Linked DNA regions of Sus scrofa: region 1 is linked to region 2. A link is a contact called in public promoter capture Hi-C data. All regions are on one chromosome and are shown on one strand. Each heading gives the region's core, a stretch centred on a gene start, on an enhancer-like site or on the middle of the called end of the contact. The rest is flanking DNA. Distances are from core to core; before and after follow the strand shown.

The links. Promoter capture Hi-C pulls out the DNA fragments that hold promoters and counts their contacts.
Region 1: a promoter capture Hi-C map of fetal liver shows a contact between it and region 2, with 2.4 times the contacts expected there. The contact joins the promoter of HRCT1 here to the promoter of ARHGEF39 in region 2. A contact is called at or near these places in 1 of 5 promoter capture datasets (fetal liver) and 1 of 47 Hi-C or Micro-C datasets (embryonic fibroblasts).

The regions. Positions count from the first base shown.
Region 1 is chr1:236,668,093-236,674,406 of Sscrofa11.1, forward strand. HRCT1 (histidine-rich carboxyl terminus protein 1) reads left to right here and starts at 2,326. Exons shown (of 1, transcript XM_021065921.1): 1 at 2,326-3,343. The coding sequence starts at 2,512. The coding sequence ends at 2,868. LOC100514147 (a long non-coding RNA gene) reads left to right here and starts at 5,733. Exons shown (of 2, transcript XR_002336782.1): 1 at 5,733-6,314.
Region 2 is chr1:236,382,647-236,389,216 of Sscrofa11.1, forward strand. ARHGEF39 (Rho guanine nucleotide exchange factor 39) reads right to left here and starts at 4,996. Exons shown (of 9, transcript NM_001195686.1): 1 at 4,821-4,996; 2 at 4,520-4,614; 3 at 4,129-4,249; 4 at 3,752-3,870; 5 at 3,102-3,172; 6 at 2,748-2,876; 7 at 2,355-2,584; 8 at 2,013-2,101; 9 at 1,801-1,851. The coding sequence starts at 4,958. The coding sequence ends at 1,836. It overlaps CCDC107 (coiled-coil domain-containing protein 107), which reads left to right. Exons shown (of 6, transcript XM_005660223.3): 3 at 247-307; 4 at 394-484; 5 at 578-690; 6 at 773-1,025. The coding sequence ends at 1,020. LOC106509199 (a long non-coding RNA gene) reads right to left here and starts at 248. Exons shown (of 2, transcript XR_001306517.2): 1 at 144-248.

The sequences.
Region 1 (6,314 bases), core at 1,076-3,575, 280 kb after region 2:
CTGGAAACAGTCGCACATCCTCTAGAGAGACATGGTCACTTGTAATGGAGGTCCTGGAGGGCTGTGGTCAGCCCCTTCCGCTGAGTGCCCAGGGGAAGCAGACAGCCACCTCTGGATTGTATCTTTTCAGATGAGAAGTGACCGTGCACTTAGGAAAATACGTGTGTGTATACATGTTCTCCCAAATCGCTGCCCTTGCTCCTCCTACCCCCTCACCCCCACGTCGCCCCCATATCGTCACATCCTTTTGCTGTTATCTCTGTGGACAGTCCCTGCTGATCTCAGACTATCACTCTGGAGTTCCCCTCCCTCCAGGAATCGTGCCATCAGGATAACACACAAAGCCCGGGAACCTTAGGCCAGTCCCCTTCCTTCTCTGGACTCAGTTTCTCCAGCTCTCAGTGAGGGTTGGGTCTGGCTGATTCCGAGAAGCCCTTTGTGTTGCCTGGAGTCTGCAGGCAGCTGGCCGGGCCCTGCCCCCTCCCGTGGCTGGTCTCCGAAGGAGGAGAAAGTTCTGTTTGCCTTCCTTCCTTAACAGGCCCTCAGGGGAGGCCGTTGGGCTCCCCGGGGGCTCTCCGGAAGCCACTGGAGGGAGTTCTCACTTGAGCATCATTAAAAGTTCAAGTGGCTTCCTTCCTCCACGCCTGGCCCCCCGGGGTGAAAGCCCCAGGGCTCATTAGACTCACTGCCCCCTGAGCCCAATTTGTTTGAAGGGAATGTTTGGCCTTTTCATCCAGTGGAGGTTTGCGCTCAGGGTTTGAGGCCTCCCTGAGAGAGCGCTTCTTGGATTGAGGTCAGAGAGGGAAGGTCCCCAGAGGTCCCCTCTTGCCCTGGCACTTGCCTCGAGGAGGAACAGGCTGCAGGGGGGGAGCTTGTCCAAGGTCACACAGAGACAGGCTGCTGCAAACATCCCTCTGGGTAGCAGGGAGAAGAGCGAGAGGAAGGGCTGGGCTGGGTGCTCCCCGTGGATGCCTCAGGCACCCCTGGTCTCCAGGATCAAGACGCAGAGCTGGGCCTCCGGGAGGCCCTGCAGTATGTTCGGAAGAGCCGTGAGAACAGCTCGACAAGCCCACAGCAGAAAAGGCTGCCCAGGGCGATAGTGAGCGCCCATCCCTGAACACGTGGGTGGGACCAGAAGAGCTTGTCTAGCTGAACAGAGGATTCAGGTCTACTGCTCAGGTCCTGCCCACTCTGTACATTCTCCCCCAGGCAGGAAGGGCAGCTTATGACCGCTGGGCAGGGAGGATGGGATGGAGCAAGGAGCCTGCCATTTATGGCCAGTTAGCTTGTTGACTGTGAGCCTGGAGGCTGAGACTGGGGCCTGGCCCTTCTGACTTCAGCGGCCTCCTGGCTGCCTCCTGCAGCCCTGGGCTGACACCCAGACTCTCTTGGCTCCCAGACCTGGCAGGACCCAGGACCCAGAGAGAGTTATTTCACCTCCTTGGCTGATAAGAATCTGTCACCAGGGCCCACCTGAGCTCCTGGAGTGGGACAGTTTGCTTGACACAGACTCTGTCCCAGAGGCCTATGTGGGCTGCCGGACAGGGTCTTCCAAGTCATCTAAAGTCCACTGTCATAGTATCAGTGGCAAACACGTGTGTCAGCAACTGGTTTAAGAAAGACAAAAAAAAAAAAAAAAAAGAAGAAGAGAAAAAGGAGTTCGCATCATGGCTCAGTTGTTAACGAATCCGACTAGCATCCATGAGGATGTGGGTTCAATCCCTGGCCTCGCTCAGTGGGTTAAGGATACGGTGTTGCCGTGAGCTGTAGTGTAGGTCTCAGATGTGGCTGGGATCCTGCGTGGCTGTGGCTGTGGCATAGGCTGGTGGCTACAGCTCCAATTCAACCCTTAGCCCGGAAATCTCCATATGCCATGAGAGTGGCCCTAAAAAGACATAAGACCAAAAAAAAAAAAAAAAAAAAAAAAAAGAAAGAAAGAAAGAAAGGAACTGGTTTAAGTGCTTTATACATCTTGACTCCTTGAATTCTCGGAAAACCTTATGAGGAGGGATACCCCTCTGAGCCATTTTACAGATGAGGAAACTGAGACACAGTGAGCTTAGGAAACCTGTGCACAGTCACAGGGCTAATGAGCAGGTGGTTCCAGAACCCATGTTCTTAACTGCTGTGTGGAACCTTTGTCCCTGAGAGAAGCAGGAACTGAGGCCCAGGGAGGGTATGGGGCTGGTCCAGTCACTCGGCCAGGCGGCACAGTTGGGGGCCCTAAACTTCTTATCTCCAGCCCCAGGGCTCTCCCCCCATGGCCCCTCCTTTCAGCTCCTCTGTCCCCACCTAGCCTTGCTGCAGGCTTCCCCAGAGCTAACAGTTGCCTGGCCTCCCCTTGGCCAGCAGCTCCAGCCCAAAGAGGCTGCGCCCACATTCCCTGGCTGCTCTCCAGCCCACAGGAGCTGAGAAAACACAGTCCAGGGACTGTGAGGACGGAGCAGAAGCCGCTGAAGGGGAAGAAGCAGCGAGAAGCCACCAGGCTCCTATCCACTGGCCAGCTCCCAGATGCTGGGCCTCCTGGGGAGCACGGCCCTCGTGGGCTTGATCGCAGGCGCCGCTGTGGCCGTGCTGCTGCTGCTGCTGCTGCTGGCCACCTGTTTGTACCGCAGACAGGAGGAGCGTGACGTGGAGAAGAACCCTCCTGCTGCAAGAAGAAACCGAGTCTGGTGGGCCCAGTCTTGGATCTCCGCAGGCCGAGGCCACCTGGGACGCTTGCATCATTTCCGTCACACTGGCCGGGCATTCCAGGCGCCCCAGGCGGGCCACCGCCACCATCACCACCACCACCACCACCACCACCACCAGGCCCACTCCCACGCCCACCGCCAAGCCCATGCCCACTCCCACCGAGGCCGCCGCTGATGCCTGCGAATGGCAGCTGCCACCTGCCTCACCGTCACCAGGACAAGTGGACTCCTGCTTTCCTGCGCAGAAGGGCACCTCTCCATGGTGAAAGCCAGGTCCTGCTTGGGTGTCATTTGCATGCTACACCCCAGTGGGCAACGATGGAGGCAGAGAGCCTAGGACCACCACCGGGGGTGCCCCTGCTCACACCGGAGGCTGATAGGCCAGAGAGCTGATAGGCTGATAGGTGGTCTCCGAGGATGGACACCGCTTCGTGACTGCAACTCCCACCTGGCACCAGGAGTGCCAGCTGCTATGTGTGCAGATGCACAGAAGGTGTACCCTACTCTCTCTGAATGTCCGGGCCTCCGTCCAGGGCAATAGCTGGAAGGGGCCCTGGCACCACCCTTTCATTTGCAGAAGGCAGTCTAAGGCTGCACGGTCAATTCAGTGCAGCCTTAATACAAGAAAATAAAAAGCACCAAGAAGCTTTTGTCAAGAGGCCCTTTATTATTGTAACTCAAGTGGGAGGGAGCCGCCAGGCCTGTGTCTGCTCTGGCCTGGACCTTCCTCTCTGGCAGGAAGTGAGTGCCTGCGCCGGCTGTGCCCTGGGGGACACGGAGCAGCTCTGCAGGGCTCCAGGACAGTAGGTGAGAGGTGGGTCTGAGCTCCAAGAAAGGAGTTAGGGTTTGTAGGCAGCCGTGCCCAGACCGGACTCTCCCTGTACCCATGGGGCTCTGGGCTTCTGTGTGACAGTCCAGGGGCTCAGAGAGAGGAGGGTCAAGGCTGCCCAGGCTCTTTCCAGCCCATCTCTAGGCAGAATGTGCCCTGGACATGCAGAAAGCCCCGCTCTGTGGGCTGTGCTGAATTCAAAGTTTCCTTGGTAAGGAGTTCCCGTCATGGCACAGGGGTTAACGAATCCGACTAGGAACCGTGAGGTTTCGGGATCGATCCCTGGCCTCGCTCAGTGGGTTAAGGATCTGGCATTGCTGTGAGCTGTGGTGTAGGTCGCAGATGTGGCTAAGATCCCATGTTGCTGTGGCTCTGGCATAAGCTACAGATCCCTAGCCTGGGAACCTCCATGTGCCGCCAGAGCAGCCCTAGAAAAAGGCAAAAAGACAAAAAAAAAAAAAAAAAAAAAAAAAAAAAGAAAAAGAAAAAAGAAACACCAAATGAAAAATGAACAAAAGAAACAAAGTTTCCATGGTAAGAAGGTCAGGGTTTCTCATCCAGGCCTTGAGTCTCCAGCCCCTCTGGTGCCTGCATGTGGCTGGTGCCAGGTGTTTAGGAGGGAGCAGGTGGTGCTGGGTGGCTTTGGGAGAGTGCTTGGCTCCTGAGTCTCAGTTTCCTCTTCCCTAAAACGGGATGGATAGATGACAGAAACTCCTTGCCAAAGCCTGGAGGCACATTCCCAAACGCCCTGGGACACGGGCGGAATTCCACATGGAGGACAGAAATCTCATTCTGAGGCCTTCAGTGAGGAAGGAAATCCTGTGTGCTGGGGAGGGACATGGAGGGGGAGAGGCCTGGGGGCCAGGCGAGGTGGGGAGGGGCTGGAGAACAGGCCAGAAAGTCAGGGCCTGGTGACTCACTGGAACAGAATGTCCTGTTTCTTTTCTATTTTCCGGTGGATTCTCTGTGAGGGCTGGGGAGGGAGCGGGGTGGGGTGGTAGGAGGGGGAGAGGGAGGCAAACTCACACGGACAGAGCCAGACTAGATTTCAGGCTTGGGAAAGTGGACTCTGGGTCTCCGGTGCCCTTGGACGCCCCCCTTAAATCCCCTCCCCTCCCTCATCACCTCCCCTCCCCCCTCCCCCATGACTCCCCTAGCTCATCCCCAGCCTGGATTCCTGCCACAGCCCCTCCAAGCCTGCCCACCTCCATCCCTGCCCCTTTGCAAAGCTTCTCTATATCATAGCCTCTTCATTGCCCTTGGGACAAAGTCTCTGCCTCTTGGTTGGCCCTTCAAGTCCCCCCCCCCGCCCCCCAGCCTTGTTCCTTTTGTCCTAGTCACACCACTTCAGTCCTTTGGGCCAGAAAACACCCTGCACCTTCCTCTTGCTGTGTCTTTGCCCAAGAAGCGTTTGCTGCTTTCTCCTCTGGGTTTCCAGTTTACTGTGGTTGTTATTTCTATGGGCACACTGACCCCATGGTATCTCTTTTCCTTGAGATCTATGGCATGATTCAGGGGCTCCTGCCCTCCTAGATCTGAGAACTCTTTCAGGGCACCCCCCAGTGGGAAACCAGCCCACACAGCAACTGCTCTCTGGAAAAGGAAATGTGATTGGAGTAATGACGGCCAGCAATTTGTGGTTTGAGGGACACTAAGTAGAACGGTAAGACCCTGCAAGGATTAGGCCTTTGAGCCCCTGGGGCCTCGATGAGGGAGTCTGTGCTCCCGCCCCAAGTCCCTGTGTTGAGAGGGGTGTGGAGGTCTATAGACCGCTGGCCTGGACCTCCCCTCCCCTTCATCCCACTGCAGAGCCTCATGTCAATCTCGGGTGGTCTGCCTTTCCTAAGTGCGGCCTTGAGCATCCTCTGAGAGAGCCCGCATCCTCTTTGTTGCAGGATGCCTGCCATTACCCTTACCCCTGTTTATGAGAGCAGTGCACAGGCTGTTGCTTTTTTTGTGATCAGTGGACAAGGATGGATGCTGGGAGGATAGATATGTGGGTTTTTTTGTTTGTTTTTTACTTTTTTAGGACCACACCCACGGTATATGGAAGTTCCCAGGCTAGGGGTCGAATCCGAGCTACAGCTGCCAGCTGACGCCACAGCCACAGCAACGCGGGATCCAAGCCGTGTCTGGGACCTACACCACAGCTCAGGGCAATGCCTGGATCCTTAACCCACTGAGCGAGGCCAGGGATCGAATCCGCATCCTTGTGGATCCTCGTTGGGTTCGTTAACTGCTGAGTCAAGAAAGGAACTCCAAGATGTGCCTTGTACCTAAGCAACAGATGTCTTGGGGAGCTCCACTGTGTCTGGGGCTCATGGGCAGGCACTGTCTGTCACAGGATTACCAAAGTCACAAAAGAGAAGATACCTTGAAAGACCCTTAAGACAAGCAGTCCCCTTGGTACCCTTCGCCTCCCAAACTGACTAATTGATCTTGGTAATTCAGTGTGAAACTACAGGCCCCACAGATTGGCTCAGCGCATGTCCTGCACCCTGCTTCTGGTCATACCCGTTAATACAAATAATTCAAGGTGTCTGGCTTCCTGGCACAGCCCCAGCTGGCTCCATGCTCCTCCTTTGCCCACACAGAGGAGGAACCCAGAGCCCCAGTTGTCCCATCATCTTGGAAAAGGAAAGAAAGAGACTTTGGCAGGAAATCATTTCCTCCAAATCGTCACTCTCCCATTCTGTATGTACGCTGCTTCCTAAAACTGGTACCAAAGAAAGTTCACTGGGGCCTTGGAGAAATTGAAAAGGACCTGGGCTGTGTGGCTCTGGCCGAGCCCT
Region 2 (6,570 bases), core at 3,746-6,245:
TCAAACTGGAGAAAACTGCTCCTTCCTGGAGGTGTTTCAGTAGACTGAATGACCATTTTTTGGGGTTACTGACATGTTGCTTCCTGACCTGGGTAAGGAGCTAGACTAGATGTGATTGTGATTCTCTGAGGTTAAAAACTCACTTGCTTTTGCTGCCTGAAATTCTCCTCCTCCTATTGGCTCTGGAAACTGAGGTTATGGAGAACTGTGTTGCTGCAGTGTTGTCCTTTCCTTTTTCCATAGCAGGGGAAAGATGAGGCTGCTGTTCTCCAAGAGGAGGCAGGCAAGAAGGAATCATTGCAGTCAGGTGGGTTTTGCAGAAGTCTGTGCTTGGTGGGGGATTAGGGGACAGAAAGTCAGTAACCATTGCTCTCCTTTTCTCCCCTGCACCAGAGCAACAGCTGGTCCAGCTGACACAACAGCTGGCCCAGACAGAGCAACACCTGAATAGTCTGATGGCCCAGCTGGACCCCCTTTTTGAGCGGTAAGGAGAGCAACGACCCTGTGGCCAGGGGAACTTGTAGGTGGGAGAGGTGCGGACAGAGATTGGGCAGCCTCTGAGCAGACATATCTGCAGTGTGACTACCCTGGCTGGAGCCCAGCAGGAGCTTCTGCACATGAAGCTACAGACCATCCACCAGCTGCTACAAGAGAACAAGCCAAACAAGGGTGTGGAGGTTCCAGAACCAGGTACAGGGCGGGGAGGTGAGATCTGGTGGAGGTAGAGGCAAAGCCACTGAAACTGGAGCATGCCTGATCTTCCCCATCACAGAGGCTCACATACCCTTTTCTAAGAAGTTATGTATAGAGGAGGACGAAGAAGAGGCTGGTGACAGTCAGGCCCGGGACGAGCCCCTCAACTGGAGCACAGGGACAAGGAACCTAGCTACTCCCAGGGAAATGGAGCAGGGCCTAAGGAGAAGATGCAGGAAAGCTGCAGCAGAGGGCCCCAGTCACAGCCCCCACTGGGAGGGAGGGGCAACAGCTGATGGTTTAGTAAAACAGAGTCTGTTCTTGTGACTGGATGCTCCTGTGTGCTTTTTCCATTCCAGCTGGTCACACAAACACACACATCCATACTAGGTGCCTAAGAGCAGCTGGGCCTTCTTGAAAAGCTTCCCTTATTAGGACAAAAAGAAGCCGCCTTCCAGTGCAGGAGCCCAGAAGATAGAGGGAGCTCCAGTCCTTTTTGTATTCCTGAGGCCACCATCACACCAGCTATCAGGGCACAAAAATCCCTTTTCTCATATCACATAGCTGAGACAGAAAGCCTTCTCCAAAAAGGAAAAAAACTTTACTAAAATCTGGTGGGAAAATAAATTATAAAAACTACATGCAACATAAAAGTAGACACATTTGCAAAGCTGCAACCTTGGTAAGTAGCTGTCCAGATAGAGCACAGAGCTTATCAGTCCCAAATCCCCTCCTTTGTGTTGGAGGGGCCGTTTCAGCAGAGGTTCAGTAGGTTCAGACTTGGTGTCCTGATTCTTTTTCGGCTGTTGCGTGGCATGTGGAGCTCCCAGGCCAGGGATCAGACCTGAGCCTCACTTGTGACCTAATTCGCAGCTGTGGCAACACCAGATCCTTAACCGACTGTGCCAGGCCAGGGATCAAACCCACGTTCCAGGGCTCCCAAGACACCACTGATCCCACTGTGCCACATTCTTAAGAGCTGGTCAAATGACGTGGCATGTCTGGGTCCCAGGCAAACACAAACTGACTCTGCTCTAACTATGAAGAGTCTGTGTTTTGTTAGTACTAAAGAAGATTGCTTTGTACTCCCAACTCTGACCTATCCCTGAGGTATCCTGGACTCTGGAATTCATAAGATTCCTCTAGTTCTTCTGGCTCCTGTGGAGAAAATAGTTCAGGCACTGGCATGAGCACTCTATTCCAACAAAATCACCCAGGGTGTTGGAGGGGGGTGGGGATGGGTCCCAGATGTGGGACACGCTCAGAACTCCAGTTCGTGGGCCTCACCACAGCACTCTTTTTGAGGGAAGGTAACTTACGAGATGGCCAGAGTCAGACTGTGGTACCAGAGCAGCAGTTCCTCCTGGTCTGTGGACATAAGCAGTAGCTTCTCATGGGGAAAGGTCAGCTAGGGAGAGACCACCTCTTAGCACATGGCTCAGAAAGTTCCAGCCATAAGCTGAAGGCCTTGCTGTCTCCATGGAGGTAATTCAGGGCTGAAGTGAGAAGCAGGCCAAGAACCCCAAGGCCTAGTATCCTCTCAATGTAGGTGGTTCAGTTCCTCAGGGGACTCCAAGCCAAGGAGATGAATGGTGCACAGACACTTAAGGTATTATTTTAGGCCTCTCCTCCCTTACCTAGGGCTTTTGCCTACTACTTACGCTGAGCAGTCCACCACAAGAGCCTCCTGAGTGGCCAAAGACCCTCTGGAGCTGACACTCCGCCATGGGGTAGAGAGCCCGACAGGCAAAGGTGCCACTCTGCAGCAGGTGCAATGGAGGTCGAGGTTTGGCCATGAGGAGCGCGTCAGAGAAAAGGAAGAACATTCGGGGCCGAGGCTTCCCCTGGGGAGGCACCACCAACAGCCAGCCCTGGCGTAGGAACCAGCGACCTAGGGGACAGGAGAGCTGTTATCCTGGTACAGCTCCAGGACCATGATCCACAGAACAGAAGGAAAGGGAGGCTGAGGAGACAGAGGGTACGTGCTGGTGGTGGAGACGAAAAGAGATCAGAAAAGGGCAGTTGGAGGAGTGAGGGGGAAGCCTGCAGATGACCTGAGGTAAGCCCCTTTGCCTGCCGTCCACTAAGCAGAGCCTGGACACGCTGGAGGTGCTGGTCATTCTTCTGTTTCTGACCAATGGTGTGGACTCTCTGGGCAGTCTCACTTATCAGCCGGGCTGCCCCTGGAATGACATCCCACGCCCAGCTCTCAGCACAGCTTTGATTTGGGGTGACCAGTGATGGTGAAAGGCCGTTCCAGAGGGGACCAGGGTCAGAGTCTGACTTCTTGAAGGGTAGGTAAACATGTCTTTGGATGCCAGGGACATATCAGACATTGGAGGGCAGAGCCAGAAAGGGGTACAGGAGAAGCAGTCCCCAAGGACCGCTGCAGAGGACCAAGAACATACTTGCCAGCTGTTCCTGGTCAGGGCTGTTGGGGCCTGTGTTTTCAGCCAAAGCAACAGCAAGATTCTCATACCTGGAATTAGACAGTTGGAAGTCTCTGAGGGGAAGTTGCGCTGACACACAAATCACGCCCTACACATATGTCAGTTGCAAGGCCAGGAAAGATCTGCTTGTGGCTGTTTTATCCCCCTCTCGTCTGGGACTCAGAACTTGGGTTTATACCACACGGCCCTCATCTTTTCCCACACTGAAGAGTCTAGGGCAGGTTGATCATAATTCAGGAGGCCAGATCCCAAGGTGAAAGTTTATCAACCCAAGGAGGATGCTGCAGACAACCTGACTATAAGTTCTTAACTTGTACTCAGGACAGAAATTCCAAGCCAGGTAAGCCCTTCATCTCCGGAAGCCCTGTTGCTAGCCTTAGTATAAGGCCTTTACCTCAATGTAAGTTCCACAGTCCCAGCTATGGGCCTGAGGCTGCAGAGCCCAGATACTCCAGTGAGTTCACATTTACTCTTGCAAAAGGTTTTTAGGAGCTGTTTGTCCAGGAGAGACACAGTGGGATGATCCCATGGAATCCCACAAAACTGAGAGCAGCAGTCATGCAGACACAGAAAAGAGGAGTTGGTTGAGTAAGGTTGAGTGGACTCACTGCTGGAGCCTTTGCAGAGGCAGAGGGAGCAGGTCCTGGAGCTGAAGACCCCCAAACTCAGGACGACCTTCCTGAAGTCGCACAAACCTCCGGAAACGTCTGTTCTTCTTTAGTTGCTCCTGGCGTGATGGGGAAAGGGTTGGCAGCAAGGAGAGAAGCCATTCCTTATACTGGATTCTTCCATGTACACATCCCCAGCCCTCAGGAAGCTGTGTGCTTCAGAGAGAACCCTGTCTCCCTACAGGGAACTTAGCACAGGGTGGTGGGGCACCCACAGGGCTCTATAAATGCAGGAACAGTATGAATGGAGTTTGGGTCTCCAGATTTAGAGGAAATGTACAGAGGAAGAGGGGAAGGATGTGAGATCTTCAGGTTACCTGCAGGGTGGTCCAGGACCTCTCAGCGTTGGCAGCAAATTGGGTGTAGAGCTCCAGGTGGGGACAGAAGTCCTCCAGCCCCTGTCCCCAGCGCCCTCCTTCAAGGTGGAGAAGCAGCTCTCTGCGTGGGTCAGGACAATGAAAGAGCAGCCCAAGAACTACCGAAGCACCACCTCTCTTAATCCTCATTAACCCTGCCCCAGAGGTAGTGCTATTATCCCGTTTTATAGGTGGAGAACTGGGGCAGGTTAAGGCACTGGGCCAAAACCACAGGGGAGAAAACTGGCAGACGTTGAATGTGGACCTGGGTTTCTCCGACTCTTGAATTCCGTGCAGCTACCAGAGGCCAGGGTTCCCCCTCCTTCTCTATCCCCACGCCCCATCTACTCACTGGCTGGCGCGGTAAATGAGCTCCCAGGGCCCAAACAGGGCCTGGCGCTCTGGTGGTCGCAAGGTGCCCTTGGCTCTCAGAATCCCCACAAAGTACTGCGGGAGGAGAGAATACAATACCGGTATGTAGTGCGCAGAGGAGGCTAAAGCCGAGGTGCCGCTAGGAAGTGTACAAGTCCGCCCGAGAGCCTTATGTGCAGGCGGATGGGCCAGGGCCCACCATACCCCTGGTCACCGACCTCGCAGAGACCCTGCCACACCCTCCGGTCCCCGCCCCCTACGGGAGGGTGCCCGGCCCGCACCGTGGCCACCAGCCCCAGCTGTTCCTGGTAGCGCCGCTCAGTCTCCAGCAGTTCCCGGGCAGTGCAGGCGCGTTTCCGCTCCCAGCGGGCACGCTGCTCTTGCACCGGGCACCGTGCGCTGGGACCCGGGATCTCCATGCCGGACTGAGGGATCGACGTTTCCTCCCGCAGCCCGCCGGAGATTCGAATCCCAACGGCTTCGGGGGCGGGGCCGGAGGGGGGAGCGCGCCCCCTGGCGCCTGGAGGCTGTGCGCGTTGAACCTCATCAGGTCTCTTCCTTAGGGCTTGACCCACCACCAGGGCGGCGCTGTAGGTGCGCGCCTGGGCAGGGCAGACTGGAGCAAGTGGGTGGTCGTCTTCTGAGTGGTACTAAGTTGGGGCAATAGCCTGGACTCTGAGTCAGGAGACTTAGAGGTTTAGACACTGGCAGGGCCGCAGTGTTCCACCCGTAGAATTGAGGAGGGGACGATAGTTAGGCTATGTGTTCTGTTCTGGGCCTATGCCAAACTCTAGGATCCAGTCCCCAGTGCTTTCACTACTAGGAACCCTCACGGGTCACCAGGTTTTTAATATTTTGGCCCCCGAAGAAGAACTGATGTTTTCTCCTTTCATACTGATCCAAAACCTGGTAGCCACTTAGCTTCTAGTTGGCAAATGTCAATAACTAACTTGGTGGTTGAGAACTGCTCTAATTCTGGCCAAAGACAAAAGCTTGGAGTTGATTAATCTGTGTTACCTAGTCAGAGATAAAATGTACCAGATTTTTCTTAGGTCTTTTCGAAAACTGGCAGTAGTGCTGGAGGTAAATGAACAGTGCCATTTTTGTCAGTATGTATATCTTAAAATGTGCCTACTCTCATGACCCAGAAATTCCACTTCTAGGAATGCATCCTAAAAAATTAGATCTATGGACAAAAACATATATATTAGGATGGGAGGCAAAATGTTGTTTGTAACAGAAAACTGGAAATCACCTTAATGCCCACTGGTAGAGAATTGGCTAGGAAAATTATAGTACAGCCATTTGAAGGAATAATATGAAAGTATTAAAGATGATGTAAAAAAAGCTATCAAAATGGAGAAAACGTAGTATATTACCTAGAGAAAAAAAAGCAGGCCACAAAGATGTTTGCACAATATGATCTTATTTAGGTAAAAGAAATATACGACTGGAAGGATAAACAATCAAAAACTAATTGTGGTTTTTATCTCTGGGTGATGGGATCAAAGATAATTCATTCAGCAGATATTTACCAAGCACCTAATCTGTGCCAGGCACTAGATCACTGAGGTTAAAGGGGTAAATAGGATAAATAGGGTGATTTTTAAATTCCCTTAGACTTTTATGCTTTTCCTTAGTTTTCTGCTTGAGCATACACGCATTACTTTGTAATCAGAAAAAAACTGCTATTAAACCCAAAATATTAGATAGAAACTTTCGACCCCATTCCTACCACTGTAGACGCCTATGAATCTGGGCCCCAAGCCAAGAACCAGGGTATTATCATGGTTCTGAGGTCCCTTCTAGTTCACTGACATTCTCAGAATTCTGAGGAAGGAGAAATGCTGGACTTCGATTAGGGAAAAACAATTTGAAGGGCTTGATGGAGGAAAAAGAGAGTTGGGGGGGTCAGACTGTACCTTGGATGGGTCAGAAGGAAGCTGGTGATACCATGTAGGTGAAGGACTGGTTACACTGTCTCAGGTGAATGTGGGACAGACCACACTAAGAGCTCAAGGGTGGAAGAGG